3 separate regions of the Mus musculus genome follow, and all the other regions are linked to region 1. The links are chromatin contacts, called in public HiChIP or PLAC-seq maps. All regions are on one chromosome and are shown on one strand. The core of a region is the stretch at or near the end of the contact, and the rest is flanking DNA. Distances in the headings are between cores, read along the strand shown. Region 1 overlaps Pde4d (phosphodiesterase 4D, cAMP specific). Region 2 overlaps Pde4d (phosphodiesterase 4D, cAMP specific). Region 3 overlaps Pde4d (phosphodiesterase 4D, cAMP specific).

What was found. HiChIP or PLAC-seq counts read pairs in DNA pulled down with a chosen protein or histone mark.
Region 2: an HNF4G HiChIP or PLAC-seq map of pancreatic cancer cells shows a contact between it and region 1. The contact joins two enhancer-like sites. A contact is called at or near these places in 1 of 115 datasets of contacts at active chromatin or transcription factors (pancreatic cancer cells) and 2 of 9 other capture datasets (adipose tissue and pancreatic islet).
Region 3: a FOXA1 HiChIP or PLAC-seq map of pancreatic cancer cells shows a contact between it and region 1. The contact joins two enhancer-like sites. A contact is called at or near these places in 3 of 484 Hi-C or Micro-C datasets (3T3-L1-derived adipocytes and embryonic stem cells), 3 of 115 datasets of contacts at active chromatin or transcription factors (heart atrium, memory CD8 T cells and pancreatic cancer cells) and 1 of 9 other capture datasets (adipose tissue).

What each region holds. Positions count from the first base shown.
Region 1 is chr13:109,896,861-109,901,869 of GRCm38.p6, reverse strand. The region is part of intron 7 of Pde4d (phosphodiesterase 4D, cAMP specific); the gene reads right to left. Among named protein-coding and RNA genes, the nearest start is that of Mir1904, 4.4 kb to the left of the region's middle. Within about 2 kb of position 2,224, at least 22 of the 459 cell types and tissues checked have an H3K27ac peak or open chromatin away from gene starts, as enhancers often do. A contact at or near this core is called in pancreatic cancer cells, where this site is marked.
Region 2 is chr13:109,657,390-109,662,398 of GRCm38.p6, reverse strand. The region is part of intron 3 of Pde4d (phosphodiesterase 4D, cAMP specific); the gene reads right to left. Among named protein-coding and RNA genes, the nearest start is that of Gm32703, 220 kb to the right of the region's middle. Within about 2 kb of position 3,073, at least 18 of the 459 cell types and tissues checked have an H3K27ac peak or open chromatin away from gene starts, as enhancers often do. A contact at or near this core is called in pancreatic cancer cells, where this site is marked.
Region 3 is chr13:109,692,101-109,697,109 of GRCm38.p6, reverse strand. All of the region lies in intron 3 of Pde4d (phosphodiesterase 4D, cAMP specific), which reads right to left. Among named protein-coding and RNA genes, the nearest start is that of Mir1904, 210 kb to the left of the region's middle. Within about 2 kb of position 2,824, at least 36 of the 459 cell types and tissues checked have an H3K27ac peak or open chromatin away from gene starts, as enhancers often do. A contact at or near this core is called in pancreatic cancer cells, where this site is marked.

The DNA.
Region 1 (5,009 bases), core at 975-3,474:
GCCTTATGTGAAGTGGTGGGGTTCTCCTTTTCCCCTTCTGATCTACAGTATTGTGGGGGAAAGAAGTTCTGCCCCAATGTAGGCTCCATTAATTATCAGGCGGGACAAAGAATGCGGTGGGTTGAATCTCAGGATTCTGAGATTTCCTTACATTTGTAAAAATTTCAGTAACTTTTAGAGTGTGTGAGACTTGCTTCTTGGCTTGTCCTTCTCTGACATTATTGAACTGTATGCTCGTCATTTTGACTGCTGAGTATTGAAATTTGCCTCTAATTGTGCGTCCCCTCTTCACTAATCTCTAAAGAGACCTTAAGTCAGCAATTCCTTAAACCTCCTGAATTGAAATTTAAAGTTGATGTTTCTTTCTTTAACAATGGAGACGATCTTAAAGATAACTGTACAAGGTAAGTGTTAAATAGTTTATCTGTTTGGTTTTTCCTGATCACAAAACTGCAAAATATTACAAGTTGGCTCTGTAAAAGAAAGATGCGCAAACATGGAGAGTCCTTTGTGGCCCCACAACCTAGAGCGCTGAAACACTAGTTTAATATTTCAAAATACTGAATCCATTCCATATGTAAGTGGAGCACTGACTGGACGCCATGGTGGTCTGTTTCTTATACAGTTCCGGTGTTTCTGCTTTCCTCCCTTCTCTATGTAAAACAGGCAGTCAGAAAATTGAAGGAGGAAATTAACATAAAGCCAGGTGAGACGTTCATAGTTTGTATATGCCGTGCGGTCAGAGGCATAGCTATTGTGTAGAATCCATCTCCTGTCATTTTTTTTTTTTAGTTATCCCAAGCCAAACATCCTCTCTGCACATCTTTAAGACTTGATGTCTCTGCCTTCTGCCACCCGACTCTGAGAAAGCAAGAGTTCCAGGGGACCTCCCAGTGTGTGGCGTATACTTCCTACCCCCACCTTGGCGATCTTCATGAAAGCTTTCTGAAATCAGAAGTAGAATTCAGACCTCGGACCTAGCAGAATATGGCTCTATGTATTATATTTCAGTCTTTTTTTTTTTTATGAGAAACAGTAACTCCGGAAAGTTTCAATTTAATGTTTCAAGACACTTAGACATGGGCTTTGCCTTTAAGTGGGTGGTATAGCAACGTGAGGAGCAATTGGTTGCCAAAGATCCAGTTTATATTGAAGTCATGGCTTAGCCATTTTGACTATCAGAAATCAAGTAAGGTCACATACATACGTTCAAAAATGTTCCACATGCTCTCTATGTATTTAAAGAATGAAATTAACCTCCAGCATTTGTACATACTGCTGAGAGAATATTTACATACGGCGGAATAAACAAATTTCGTTTATAAAACCAATGCTGGGTTTGTCGCGTTAGAATTTACTTCTTTCAAACTCCGGGACTGAGACAGTGTGACAAGCTACAGTTTTTCAGGGTCATTATTATGTCTTCAAGTTCAGGCATTTTAAACCCCACTGTTCTAAGACAAGGCCTAACTGACCTTTCTATCCCTCCTCCCCTGGCGAGTGGGAGAATTCAATGTGGAGTTGCCAGCTATCCTACAGGAAATTGAGTCACCCCACCAAACAACACACCTAAATGCCATCGGCAGCTAGCTGGCCAAACACAGCGAACCAGTTTAATAGTGGCCTTTACCAAGAACACAGGTTGCATTCATTAATAGAGTGCCCCCTAGGGGGTCGTATATGCTGTGGCCCTACTTAAAAATATATATGAAAACTTTTCTATTTAACTGTGCGAATCTTGCTTCATTTGAGGGGCTACTGAGAGGAAAATGCCCCACCAAACGCTATTGGCTAAACTCCACGTGGACTGCAAAAGGGCTGTGTCACAGGCAGCTGTGGAGTAACAATAAACATCGGTGGGTTCTGTTATTCTGTGTTCTTCAAGGCACCCTGAGCTGTGCCATACCCAGGCGTCTGCTTCAACTCTCCTGGGTATAAGTAATACTCAATATTTGTGGGCCAGCACTTGGCTTCCGTCATAGTAATGTGCGCAAGGGTTCCCCTGACACATGGCCTGAAATCTTGCCAAGGACTCCAGGAGAGGATGCTGAAGCAGCAGCTTGTCTTTGAAAGGGAAAAGCGCCGTCAGCTAGGAGCCACAGCAGTTGGCCAGAGGCTGTACTCAGCCTCCTTGGGAAATGTTGGACCCATTACTCTTACCCACAACTGACTGAGAGGCAAAAAGATCTGTGCTACAGGACATGAAACTTTGTAAATGCTAGCTAGTTTCTTTGTCAATATTTGTGAGGCTAAAGGTCAGTATAAGTCTGTTGTCATTCCTAGAGAGGCCTACGGCCTACTACTAAAAACCAGATAGAGAGAGAGAGAGAGAGAGAGAGAGAGAGAGAGAGAGAGAGAGAGAGAGAGAGAGAGAGAGAACACAAACTTTGGGTGTCATTTGCAACTCTTCTTAAAAAGTCTTACAGAGCGATCACAGCTGATTCTGATTGCTTTTAAATTGAAACAAATACATCAGACAGCTTCTAAGAGAAAATGCTCGAACATGACTTTTTAATTAATTCCAGTTTCTCCTCAGCCAATCCTCACTTACATGTCCTTTGTTCCTAGTGAGAGAATTGATGGTGTCCGGAGGAGGAGGAGGTAGACTTCTGCCTCCCATGTGAGCTAGTCATTCTTTGGCTCTGCTACAGGGAAAGATCTGTCCAGGTTAGCTCTATTGCATTTTATCTGATGAGAAACACATGAAGGAAGGCCCTAGCTTCTCTCAGCATGTCTATGTAACATGTTGAAGCCTGAGAGCCAAGAGCAAGCTGCCCTCATTTCCTAGGATATTTCTGGAATCAACTTATTGTTTTGAAGTATTTTTAAATCTTATCAAATATATAAACTTTCACCCCTGGCTTCAAAGATATGTTCAAAGTGAAGATGTTGTGTCATTTTAATGAATTTTCTTCCTATTTGCCACTAGCTATGATTTTTTTTTCCTCCTAAAGTTGACAAGTGCTCTAGTAGAATTTTGCAAATGGATTGAGGTCTATTAACTTCTAATCTCATCAATAACTCAACGTTCATGAGACACTATGTGCCATGAACTTTATTAGAGTTTGAAGTGTGTAAGAGTGTGACCCTTATCCAATGCGAGACTAGAGCCCATCGTCGATGACAATTTTAGCACCATACAGTAGAAAAGGAAGGAGGAGAATAGGCTATGGGACAATAAAAGGGGGCATTCAAGTCACACTGGATACAAGTGGGGCAGGGAGACCTTAATCTTGAGAAAAGAAACTGAACATGGCTATTAATGGAGATTGTCAAAAGCACCCAGCACCTTCAGGCTAGTCTATGAGAGCCTTCTAGGAAACAACTGATGGAAGAGCCAGGAGCCTTCTGAAGTGTGAGCAGCATCAGACCATCAGCCAGGCGGCTAAGAAGGGTGAGAGCAACAAGCCACGTGAGCACCAGCTCTTCCCCTCTACTCCATGAGATGTGAGGCAGAAGGAGTTCCAGTCACACGCTCTTGCCTTCATGAGTCTCACCACACCTTCCGTATCTCCGCTGACTCTTCCTATATGTTGCCTATGTGGTTTAGTCAGGTATTTTGTTACAACACGATGTTAAGTAACTAATGCATAGAAGAGAACGGAGGAAGGCAGAAAGGATATTTCTAATCCAAACACCTGAACCTATAGACAGTTGAGGCTCATGGATGGGCACAGAGAAGGAATGGCCACAGAGAGCCTTGCTCAGGGGAAAGGGGCCTGGAAGGAAGTCTGAGAAATCTGACACATCAGTAGACACTGGCTATGCAAATCTCACTGATCAGCAGGTAGGAATGTTGGACTGTCTTCACAGGTCAGAGCTGCTGAATCACTCAGCTCACCGTGTGACGTGGGGATCTTGTCTTAGTTGACATGGAATACTCTAGGGTTGCACAACACATGAGATTGTAGGAGGTTAGGCCAGTGAATGAGAATATTACCTTTGGACATATTTATATTAGCATATTACTTTATAAGATTGTTTGCTTCTCTGGCTGTTACTCTAATCTAAGACAATCTCTGCACTAAAATCCCAGAGAAGCAGTTGGGATGGTGGCCCACGCCTTTAATTCCAGCACGAAGGAGGCAGAGGTCAGTGGATCTCTGTGAGTTCAAGGCCATTCTTGCCTACAAAGACAGTTACAAGCCAGTCAGGGTCACACAGTGACTTCGAAAAACCAAAACAAGCAAATCCTATGGAGGGGTTTGGTTCTTACATTTGTTAGACATAAATAGAAGGACTTGCCCAGTATGACTCCAGAGGGTACTTGCATTCTCTTTTTTAAAACTATCTCGCAAGTTACTTTCTGAAAGTATGGGAACAAGGTCATTGATGGGGAGAGTGAAAGAGAGAGAGAGAGAGAGAGAGAGAGAGAGAGAGAAAAAGGAGAAAAGGGAGAAAGAAAGATAATAGATGGATGGATGGATGGATGGATAGATAGATAGATAGATAGATAGATAGATAGATAGATAGATAGATAATTTGGCTTATGAGAAAATGGCATACTATAAATTTCCCTTCCTCTGTCTATACAAAACTGGTTGAGGTACTGAAATGCTGAGTTGCTTTAATTCATTGAAGAGACTGAACTTAACACCTGGTTGTCTGAAGTACAAACATCTGCCTAAGCTGCTAGTGCAGCAGAGCAACAGCAGTGGGCTTCTCTGGCTCGCTGTGAGAAGGGTTGGGCTTTCATTCACAGACCTGGAGTGGGAGCCAGTTGAGATCACATATCCAGCAAATGGACTCCATGGACATGTATGCAATTATGAACAATATTATTCATTGAAGGATATTGAAGAAATAGAAGTTTTTACATTCTAATACCTACAAGACACAATTCACTTATTGGGATTGAGTCCAATTATGGGATGGTGTGTACATTTCATATTTAAAACTAAAATATAAATTATTTAGGAAAATAAAGTTATTGATGATAAGAAGTCCTGGAATATGCATGTATACTCATTTCTGCCCATCCCCTTCCCACACCCGCCATATTCCCACTT
Region 2 (5,009 bases), core at 1,824-4,323, 240 kb after region 1:
AACAGGAGACTCACAGAGCAGGAGAATAAAACTCTCCACACCATTTCGGAAGTAGTGAAGCGAAGCTACTGGCCAAGGGTCAGAGGAGCAGCCACCTCATCTGTCTATCGCTGCTTCCAGTGCTAGGATGGCTCTGGTCACATTTCAGCTGCACCTCTCTGAGTCTCTGGCCAACATTTACAGTCTTGTGTTCATTCGCCAGGGTCCTAATGGCCAGACTTCCAGCTATAGAAATGTGTGGGTATATGCAAGTGTGTAGATAAACTCAATAATCAGGAATGAGAATAAGAAAAAAAATAATAACCAAATCACCTAAGTGAAGTTTTGTCTACAGTTATCTGAGCCAATATTTTAAAGCTCTGTTTATTCAATAATTTGAGAAGAGGTGACCTAAACTTGTGCTTTTACATTAAAATGAAACTTTTAAAATAAGTAATAAAATCCTGAAGCTTTAAAGTGCATGATCTTTTCTTTCCACCATGATCCCACCACCATGCTGTCCAACAGACATGGACAAACATTCAGTACTTGAAAGGCAGCTAATACAGACTGAGATGTATCCAAACTATAACATGTGCTCTGATTTTGAAAGAACTAAAAAAGGAATACACAATAACTAATAATTTTATATTAACTTGAAGTTAATCAACTTCTATTTATCAATGTTATATAAGCTAAAATGCTAGTATTTAGTTAAGATGAACTTAAGAGCGATCTATATTTAAAGTTAATTTCACAATTTTAAACTTTTTAAAAATGTGGCTTATGAAGCAATTCAAAACTGCATACAGAGTGTGTATTATATTGGCAGTGGGTAGCACTGAGTTAGGTCTTCTGCCAGCTTCTCTCACGTGATCCCTTTTCTCACACGGTGCCCTGTACAACAGATTTAGCATATGGGTGATCACTGAAGTATGTTGTATGATGAAAAAAGCCAAGAAAAAAACAGCATATAACTTTTGGGAGTCTCTATTGCTTCATCTAAAAATAATATCAAAGGGTTGTACTAGATGACTGTCATCTTTTGCAGTTCCTACATATTTATGACTTTATAGCATCAATAATTTTAGTTCTAGAGATACAATGAGAGGCAGTTCATTTCAGATTCCTAAATATTCCCCGATAATCTCCCATGCACCAGGACCTGTGGTGATGTAATTTTACATCTAACTCCCCCCTTCCCTGTATTTAGCATTATCCATTTTTCTTGGAACTCTGAGCCATTAAAGAATGCACACACTGCTATTTTGCTCAACTGCTGCCTCACATGTTAACAGGGAAACTAAAATCCATACATACACATACAGGCACACACACAGAGCTGGCTATGAAAGAGGCATTGGGGGGGGGGAGAATTGTAATTTATCTAAAGTAGAAATGTAAGTTCCCATGAAACTGAATCGTCCTTAAACCCTGCTTCACTCTTCTGAAAAATAGAAAATGCACTGTGAGTCTGCATTAATGACCAATTTGAGTCATCTTTGTCTTCTTTGGGGTGTGCCTGGGTGGACAACAAGCAACAGAGCTCCGAGGATGGAGGGAAGCATGTGGGTGGGTAATGAAAGAGCAGAGGGGCACTTGGGATGCTGCTGTTGAAGATGCTCAATCGGGCAACCCGACAAATGAGCATCTGACCTGTGATACACAGAACAGAGCTGCACCTGTTTGCTTAAAGAAGCTTTCTCTCAATCCAACACAATCATCTGCTACTTTTATGTTGCTCAAACTATTTTAAGTATTTCTTCTAAAAATGCTTCTGCCATTTTTGATGGAGTGCTTTAAGATTCAAGTTGACTCTACAGTTTGCAGGAAAGAAATTACAAACCAATCTGATATGCTAGAAAGAGTGCTTGACACCTCCCCTTCCCCACCAAAAAGGACAGGGTATTTCTAGTTTCAGGATTACTACAAGCCTCTTAAATTAAGTCTCTGTAGTCCGAAGATAAAGCTATAAGTATTTTCATGGTTGGTAAGAAGATCAAATGCTAAGAAAAACACATTTGTGACTTATAAATAGTCTACAAATGAGGAAAGAAATATTTCCTGCTTAATCACTAGAGAAGCCTCTTAGGAACTGATCTCTGGTGAAAAGTACCAAGAAACATATACGATGAGAGTAGTGGATTTGTATTTGAGATAGCATAGCATAGCATGGCATGGCATGGCATAGCATAGCATAGCATAGCCCAGCACAGCCTAGCATAGCCCAGCATTGCCCAGCATAGCATAGCCCAGCATAGCAAAGCAGAGCATAGCATAGCATAGCATAGCATAGCATAGCATAGCATACAAAGAGCTCTTAACATTTGCTGCCATGACAGACAGAAGATCATGTTGAAAAGGTCATTCACTTGCTGAGGGATTTGAGGCATAGCATGTGCCTTTATACACTTGCTCAGACATTTGTAAAGTGGGGGTAGTAATAACATATCACTCGTATATTTGTCTTGAGGATTAAATGCCTCAGCATTCATGTAACAGGAGATTGGTCCTGGCACGTAGTAGGTACTGTATACTTGCCAAAAGCAATAACATAGGTTCTCATGTGGGCATCACCTCTTGGAAGTAATAGAAGCACATTGTGGGAGAACAAAGAGAAGCAGCATTAATGCTGGGTCTCACAGAAAGTCACTAGGTGAAACAGGGTCAGGAATTTGAACTCTACCCTTTGCAGAGAGCTTCATTAGGTGACAGAGTGAGACCTGAATGCATGTGTGGCTCTCTTTGTTTCTCCATTTTTCTCCAGGTACTGAAAGAATGAAGAAAAGTGACTTTGTGTTTGTACTGCATTCCTAAAACTCACTTTCCCATCCATCATCTCATTACAAGCTCAGAGTCCTTAAAGGTGGACAGTGAACTTTCTTTCACCCTCACAAATCTCTTTGAGGAATCAAGTCAATTGCATCTTTGTCCTTGTCAAAAAATAATAATAATAATAATAACTGATGCCTTTGCCAGATATTTTTTGGCAGATCATAGGCCCGGGCTTTCTGATTGAGCCAACTGGGAGGATTCAGAGGTGGGACCTCCTTGCTCCCAAGCACTTGCCGCCCCTTTTTCAGTGCTAGGAGCAAGGCCTGCTATGCATGGCTATTAGTCATTCAGTCATCAACTGACTCATTCTAGATAACAACACAGCTTTGGGTATTGCATCAAGGAAATCGAAGCGTTTGAGGTGGAGAAAGAGGCCGACTAACTGGAGACTGACTTCCTCCGGACTTCCCACAGACTATACCCCATTATATCATGACATTTGTTAGGGTCAATGGTGATTTTTCCATGAGTGTACACCTACTGGATAGCAAGGTATTGATATGGTCCTTATTTAAGCAGATCCATCCTTGGATAAGCATGGATTCAAAGCCAAAAGTTGAGCAGCTATGTCCGTAATGAGAACTTGCTACAAATGTTTTATAGACCTATGGCTAGAAAGTCTCCTAGCACTAAGTTTTAGCAAGTACTCACTCATCAGACCTCAATTTAATATACTCAGATGGCTTTCTCCAAGAAGAAACTGTCTTCAGAAGTGATGTCATCTGATCACGTTCATCTCGTTTGTCTAAAGACTAACTGAAATGCTTCAATATTTTATGACAAAGGAATACGTTACTCACATGGAAGTTTTTCTAGGTCTCGAGTAATGTCTGAAGGTCATGATTTGTAACATGTCTAGTATTTAAAAGTTCCCAGTGCAGACACATCTGTATTCACTCTTGCACAGGACAAGGTTAGTTTTAAAATTGAGAATTCTTTCATCATTTATGTTGTTTGTTCGTGTTCCTTAATTATACAATTTAGACTTAAAACTGTAAAGGGTCAAGGAAAAGGCAGTAAAAAACATGAAGGCAGACTCTCATTTTAAGTATATGTAATAATACTCAAAGTATATTAGGCATGCAAACATATTTATGAAACAACTGAATATCCAAGCAGTTTGAGTGGTTCTAACCACACTGATAGTTTCTATTTATATATAGACAGAACAGTGTCAAACACATTAAATGTGATCAATAAAAGTAATATGTAAAAATATAAACTGTTGGGGCTGGTGAGATGGCTCAGCGGGTAAGAGCACCCGACTGTTCTTCTGAAGGTCCTGAGTTCAATTCCCAGCAACCACATGGTGGCTCACAACCATCCCTAACAAGATCTGACGCCCTCTTCTGGAGTGTCTGAAGACAGCTACAGTGTACTTACATATAATAAATAAATAAATCTTTAAAAAAAAATATATAAACTGTTGTCAGGCATAGTGGCACATGCCTTGAATCTTAGCACTTAGAGGCAGAGGCAGGCAGATGTCTGTGAGATTTTTTTAATTTGCAGAAACATAATGCTAAATTTCAGTTTTTACAAAGTCAAAAAGTAATCTACAAATTACACAGCATTATTATTAACAAGCCAAAGCCACTTTATAAATAAACCATGCAGCATTTTTTTTAAAGGTTGGTGATGGTGCATGCATCAGGAAGAGGGAGTCCTGCTTTTAATAGATTCATCATTTTAATTAATGGATGATGTAAACAATTCATGAGAGCATGTTGGCCAAGTGTTAGTCTTGGGGAATCAGAGGGACAGACCCTTCTGCAATAAGAGATAATAAAAGCAAAGAGCACCTTCTTGACTTAAAAAAAAAATCCTTTACCCTTTTCCTCCCAATTCTCCAAAGGGAATCTTTTAAACACAACCTGGCACAAAGCAGAATCTATGACTGAAGCCAACTCTTGCTTGGTTCATTAAATCCGATGTTCAAGTGTAGTGAGGTGGTTTATATTGTGTCCCTGAGCTGGCCTCGGATAACCTGCTCTTCCTGGTGTTTTTATCATTTCCTCCTGCACAGGATGAGCTACTGTAGATGGAGGGGCCTCTGTCTGAGAGCCCTCTTTCTTCCTGACTCTCTAACTAAGTATTGTGCTTGAGAAAGAATTTGATCTCAGACATGAGCATTCACAGGAAGCCAAGTCACGGTTTTATCTTCTCCAGTTGGCCTTGCTCTTCAACTTTCACAC
Region 3 (5,009 bases), core at 1,575-4,074, 210 kb after region 1:
TATCCAGATTAGTTTACTCTGTGGAAATGCGTGACTATCTTAGGGAAAAGGAACCTTCATGAACTAAATCAGTTTTCAAATGTATAGTTCTTCTTTACTTTAAAGGTCACAATTTAGGTTCTTTTTTTACTTTGATACCACTTACTTTTTAAAATTCTTAAGTTTGGAAAGAATTTCCTGGAAACTTCTAGGAAGCTGGACTTGTGCTGAACACTGTAGGCATGAGCTATTTAATGTGATAACGCCTAGATTGTTGTTAGAGGCAATGTTGTAGAATCTTAGGAAGCAGATGTTGAAGGAAGAGTTGTCATGTCCTTCAGTCTTGGGACTACTGAAAAGTTGCCTTTGTACCAGCAAATAACCTCCCACCCACATTCAGGCTAGGAACTCTAAACTCAGGGCCTTAGGCGGGCAAGATGCAAAAGCAAGAAGGGGACTTGCTAAGGAGAAAGATTTCTGAAAGAGAGGGAGGTGGATGAGAGGGGATTGATTAGAAGGTGAAAATGGCTAAAAGTTATTATATAAATGGATAAAACTGCTAAAGAAATACAAAGAACAGTAAAGAGCTCGTTTAAATATTTAGGAAAGTGTGTGATGCACAGGATCCTTTTTTGTGCCACACAAGTTTGCCTGGGTGACCTTAGCAGGCCCTGGCTTCCTCTTCTGTAACGGGAGGAGTAAACTGAAGAGATGTCATCAGATCTGCCAAAAGGATGCCCATAGGGTCATTCTTACAAACACTGAAGAGCGTTGGCACACAATGAGCACTCAGCCAAAGCAAGTGGCCACATTGGTTTCTGACTAGAGTATATTAGGAATCCAGGAATATTGGCACATACCTTTAATTTCAGCACTTGGGAAGCAGAAGAGGATTGGTCTCTGAGAGTTCTAGGCATAATGAGTTTCAGGCCAGTCAGGGCTACATAGTGATGCCCTACCTCAAACTAAAAACAATCAAGAAACAACAACAATGGAAAGAAAGTAGATTAGGAGAAGAAAAATGAATTTACAATTTAAGACACAAATTACAGGTATTTATTTAACTGTATGATTTGAAAAAAAATGTAATGACCAGAGTGTAGTTACTGTAGTGGGGTGAAATGAGACCCCATTCTTTTTAGAAGATTCTGGAGGCCTTGTTCTCTAGAGCTCCCAGTTTTAGGAAGCTATGAGAGTGAGTCTGTTGGTTCAGCGTATAAAAGTTCTTGTTGTAAAGGTGACCTAAGTTCAATCCCTGGGAACTACATGATGGAAGGTGAGAACAAACTCCTTTGAGTTGTCCTCTGATTTCTACACATGTGACACAACATATGAACACACACACACACACACACACACACACAGAGAGAGAGAGAGAGGGAGAGAGAGAGAGAGAGAGAGAGAGAGAGAGAGAGAGAGAGTGTAAATGTAATTTAAAAACTTAAGTTATACTAGATGTGTCTGAAATGACATCAAGGTCCATTACAAATCAGAGTTACAATCAGCTTCATACATTTATGTGCTGAAGTAGACTAGTTCTCAAATGCCTATTTCACTTCAAAAGCACGTTTTAGAGTTTAAATGCTTTTATCCAACAAATTCATTTACTATGTAAGCCTTGCTATTGGTTCCAACAGCTATTCTTGATCTTACTTGACCAGAAATGTTAAAGACTAACAAAACGTTGACAGCGGCTAGCCGAAACTAGGGGTGTGGAGAAATAGATTATAGGTTCTGTTCTGTGGTCCCATTTATTTAAAAAGAGTTTATGGTTCTCCAAATTGGCCCAGTGCCAGAAAGGAAGAAAACAGTGCAATTTATAGTCTGACCAGAGCAGGAGGGTCAATGAGCTGAGTGACTCAGGAGGAACTAGCTAGCTCTCTAAGCGATGGAGCTATATCAAAGTCCACTCTTTATTTCTTACACATCTCTAGGGTCCACGGTTGAAGGACTGGATGCAAAATTTGCGGGGGTGGGGAGGAAGACTATTAAATAAGCAGAAAAGGGAAACATGTTTTCATATGCTTGAACTGTGGAGGACCGAAAAAGAAGGCTAAGTAACATGTTGCTGGCCACTTTTTGTTAATATCTCCAAGGAAAACCAGATATAACTGAAGTGTAGATAGTGAGGGAAAACAGACCATCACATCCAATAGCCAAAGCCACGGGGAAAGGTTAGCTGTAGACAGACCAGGGTTTTCCTGTAGCTGCGTGATTTTTCTAGCTCTGCAGCTTCAATTGTACCCAGTATGGTTGCTGTGATGAGACCAAGTCCAATGCCTGACAAGCCGGCTGAGCCAACTGAGCGGATGTTCAGTCTACTGTGGCTATCATCCTTATTTGGTCCTATTCAACTGCTCTAGTGGATTTAGGGACCACTGTCCCTAGCTGGCTGGTGATGCAGCCATAGATCAGGTCCCTTACATTTGGAGACAAAGTTGCAGCAGCAGCAGAAAAAAAAACAAAAAAACAAAAAAAACAAAAAAAAAAACAAAAACAGTCACAGCAGTAGAGGCTTATGACATGTAAGAATACCACTGGCTGCAAGATGACAGATTTTACAGTGAATTATTCTAAGTAAAATGGTATTATGTTAATTCCTTGACACAGAAGAATAAGTCCTGTGCCACATTGTAGTGGGGTGACATCATGGATACTTGAAATTATAATCTTCTGGATTCTACATATGCATGAATGTTTCTCATAAATTAATTACACAGAGCTGAATGACTCATCGGCGATATATTTTAAACTGGAGGAAAAATTAGGTACAATGGGGGCAGTCTTATCTAGGAGGTCTGAAAACAATCATGTACAGAAACTACATCTAATGAGACATTTAATGAGTCACATTGGTGTCATTTACAGTTTGGAAGGAATATTTTAAACTACAGAATGAAAAGAGGCTAGGAACACCAACTTTCAAATGCCAGCAAAGAGACGTTACTTATCTGTTTTCATACCCACTGATAACCAGGGGTGATGGGTTAATATTTAAACTAGGAGACTAGAATTAGGTATAAACAAAGGTTTCTAGTCTTGTGGGTTAAAAACACCAGGACTAGGATACAAGAGTGGAAGAAGAATGAGGAAAAAGGATGTGATTTTGAGGCCAGACTGGGCTATATAACAATTCAAGGACAGCCTAAATTACACAGTGAGATCTTATCTAAGAAAAGAAAAGTCAACAAAGCAACTTGACAACCAACCAAACTAAACCATCAGGAGTGTGTGTGAGCGCACACCACCCGTGTGTGTGTGTGTGTGTGTGTGTGTGTGTGTGTGTGTTCCACCTGTCTTCTAATTTCTTGTACTCTCTCAAGTGGAATAGAGACACAGGATGACTTTTACTCTGTGTGTGTGTGTCTGTCTGTCTGTCTGTCTGTTTGTCTGTGTGTATGTGTCTGTGTATGATGTGTGTGTGTATGTTCCACCTGTCTTCTAATTTCTTGTATTCTCTCAAGTGGAATAGAGACACACGATGACTTTTACTGTGTGTGTCTGTGTCTGTGTGTGTCTGTGTCTGTGTGTGTCTGTGTCTGTGTGTGTGTCTGTGTGTGTGTGTGTGTGTGTGTGTGTGTGTTGTGACTTCTAACGCAAGCACTCCCGTGTCAGCAGTGTGATTAAACAGAATAGGCTGCCAGGAGGGTAGAAGGCGGTTTCTGATCTAGATGGGGCCTCTCTGGAACGCTTCCTAATCTTTGGTCATCCTTTCCCAGCTCTTCCACTGACATCTTCCCCTTGTATTTTGGTACTTTTTTATTCTAAAGAACAGCTTAACCTCTGGGTTCCTTCTCACATTCACAGCCTCCCCCGGTAGCCTCGATGCTCCTAGGAGACCAATCACTATAAACTACTTAGAATTTATGTTTCCCCTGCTGTGCTAAGAAATTGTACCCACAAGTCCAGCAGTTCTCCCTAATCTTTATTCTTTCGGAACACTTCCTAGTTCATGCCAAACCAGACTGCACAGAGAGGCACTTACTTGGACACCAGAGGCATATCTCAGGCACTGCCTCAGTTATTAACATTTAACTGCTGTTCATCATAGATCCTTATCTTTTGTGGTCACATGAGGTCTCAGTCCTTCCCAGAATCCCTTATCCCTGAAGAGAGAGATTATTTTTTCGTTTACATTTGTTTATTTAGGGTGTGTGTGATTGTGAACGCTATAGTATGCATATGGAGGTCAGAGAACAAGTCTGTCTCTTCTCATCATTGGGTGTTGAACTCAAGTCACCAGGCTTGGCAGCTAACACACTTAGTTGCTAAGCTACTTCACAAGACGAGAGATAGAACTTTAGCTGAAGAGTCATCTTCAACCCCTATGTATAATCGAACATGTAGCATGACCTTTTCTTCCCTCTCTCTTTTCCCTCCCTCCTTTCCTCCTCTCCTCTTCCTCTCCCTCTCCCTCTTTCTTCGGCAAGGTCTTACTACTTAGTCCAGTCTGTCAGACTTCAAAACTTCCTATCCTCCTGCCTCTACCTCCTGAATCCTGAGATCACAGACAAGTACAGCTCTTAGGTTGGCTTTTGGTAGACTCTGCTTCCTTTCCAGCTCATTGGAGTATAGCTGGGCCACCACTGTTCTTGTTTTATGCCGGCTCTAGGGCCTTCATATGCTCAGCATTACTGTTTTGCAGAGGATCTCTGTGAGTCTCCCAGGCATCAATCAGTCCAGGAGATACATGAAAACTGCAGAAAGCCCCATAAAATCCTTCTCTTTCAGCTTCACCCTCTCCTTTGGCTTAATCTTACACGCACCAATTGTGAGCACCTAATTTTATGATGACATACGGCCCCAACACCTTCTTTTGCAATAAATCCCATGCTATGATTGGAGTACCTGCCAGAGGGACGACTGTGTGGGCTTTCTTTACCTCTGATAAAGGCAATTTTTTAGTCATAGGGGCCAAACCATCACTCCCACAGCGCGATGGGGAAGAAGGGAGTTCGAATTAGGTCTAGGTGCTACTACACACAAGAAAAGATCTGCCTCGTTTCTGCATGTCCCTGGGGAAAGCACTG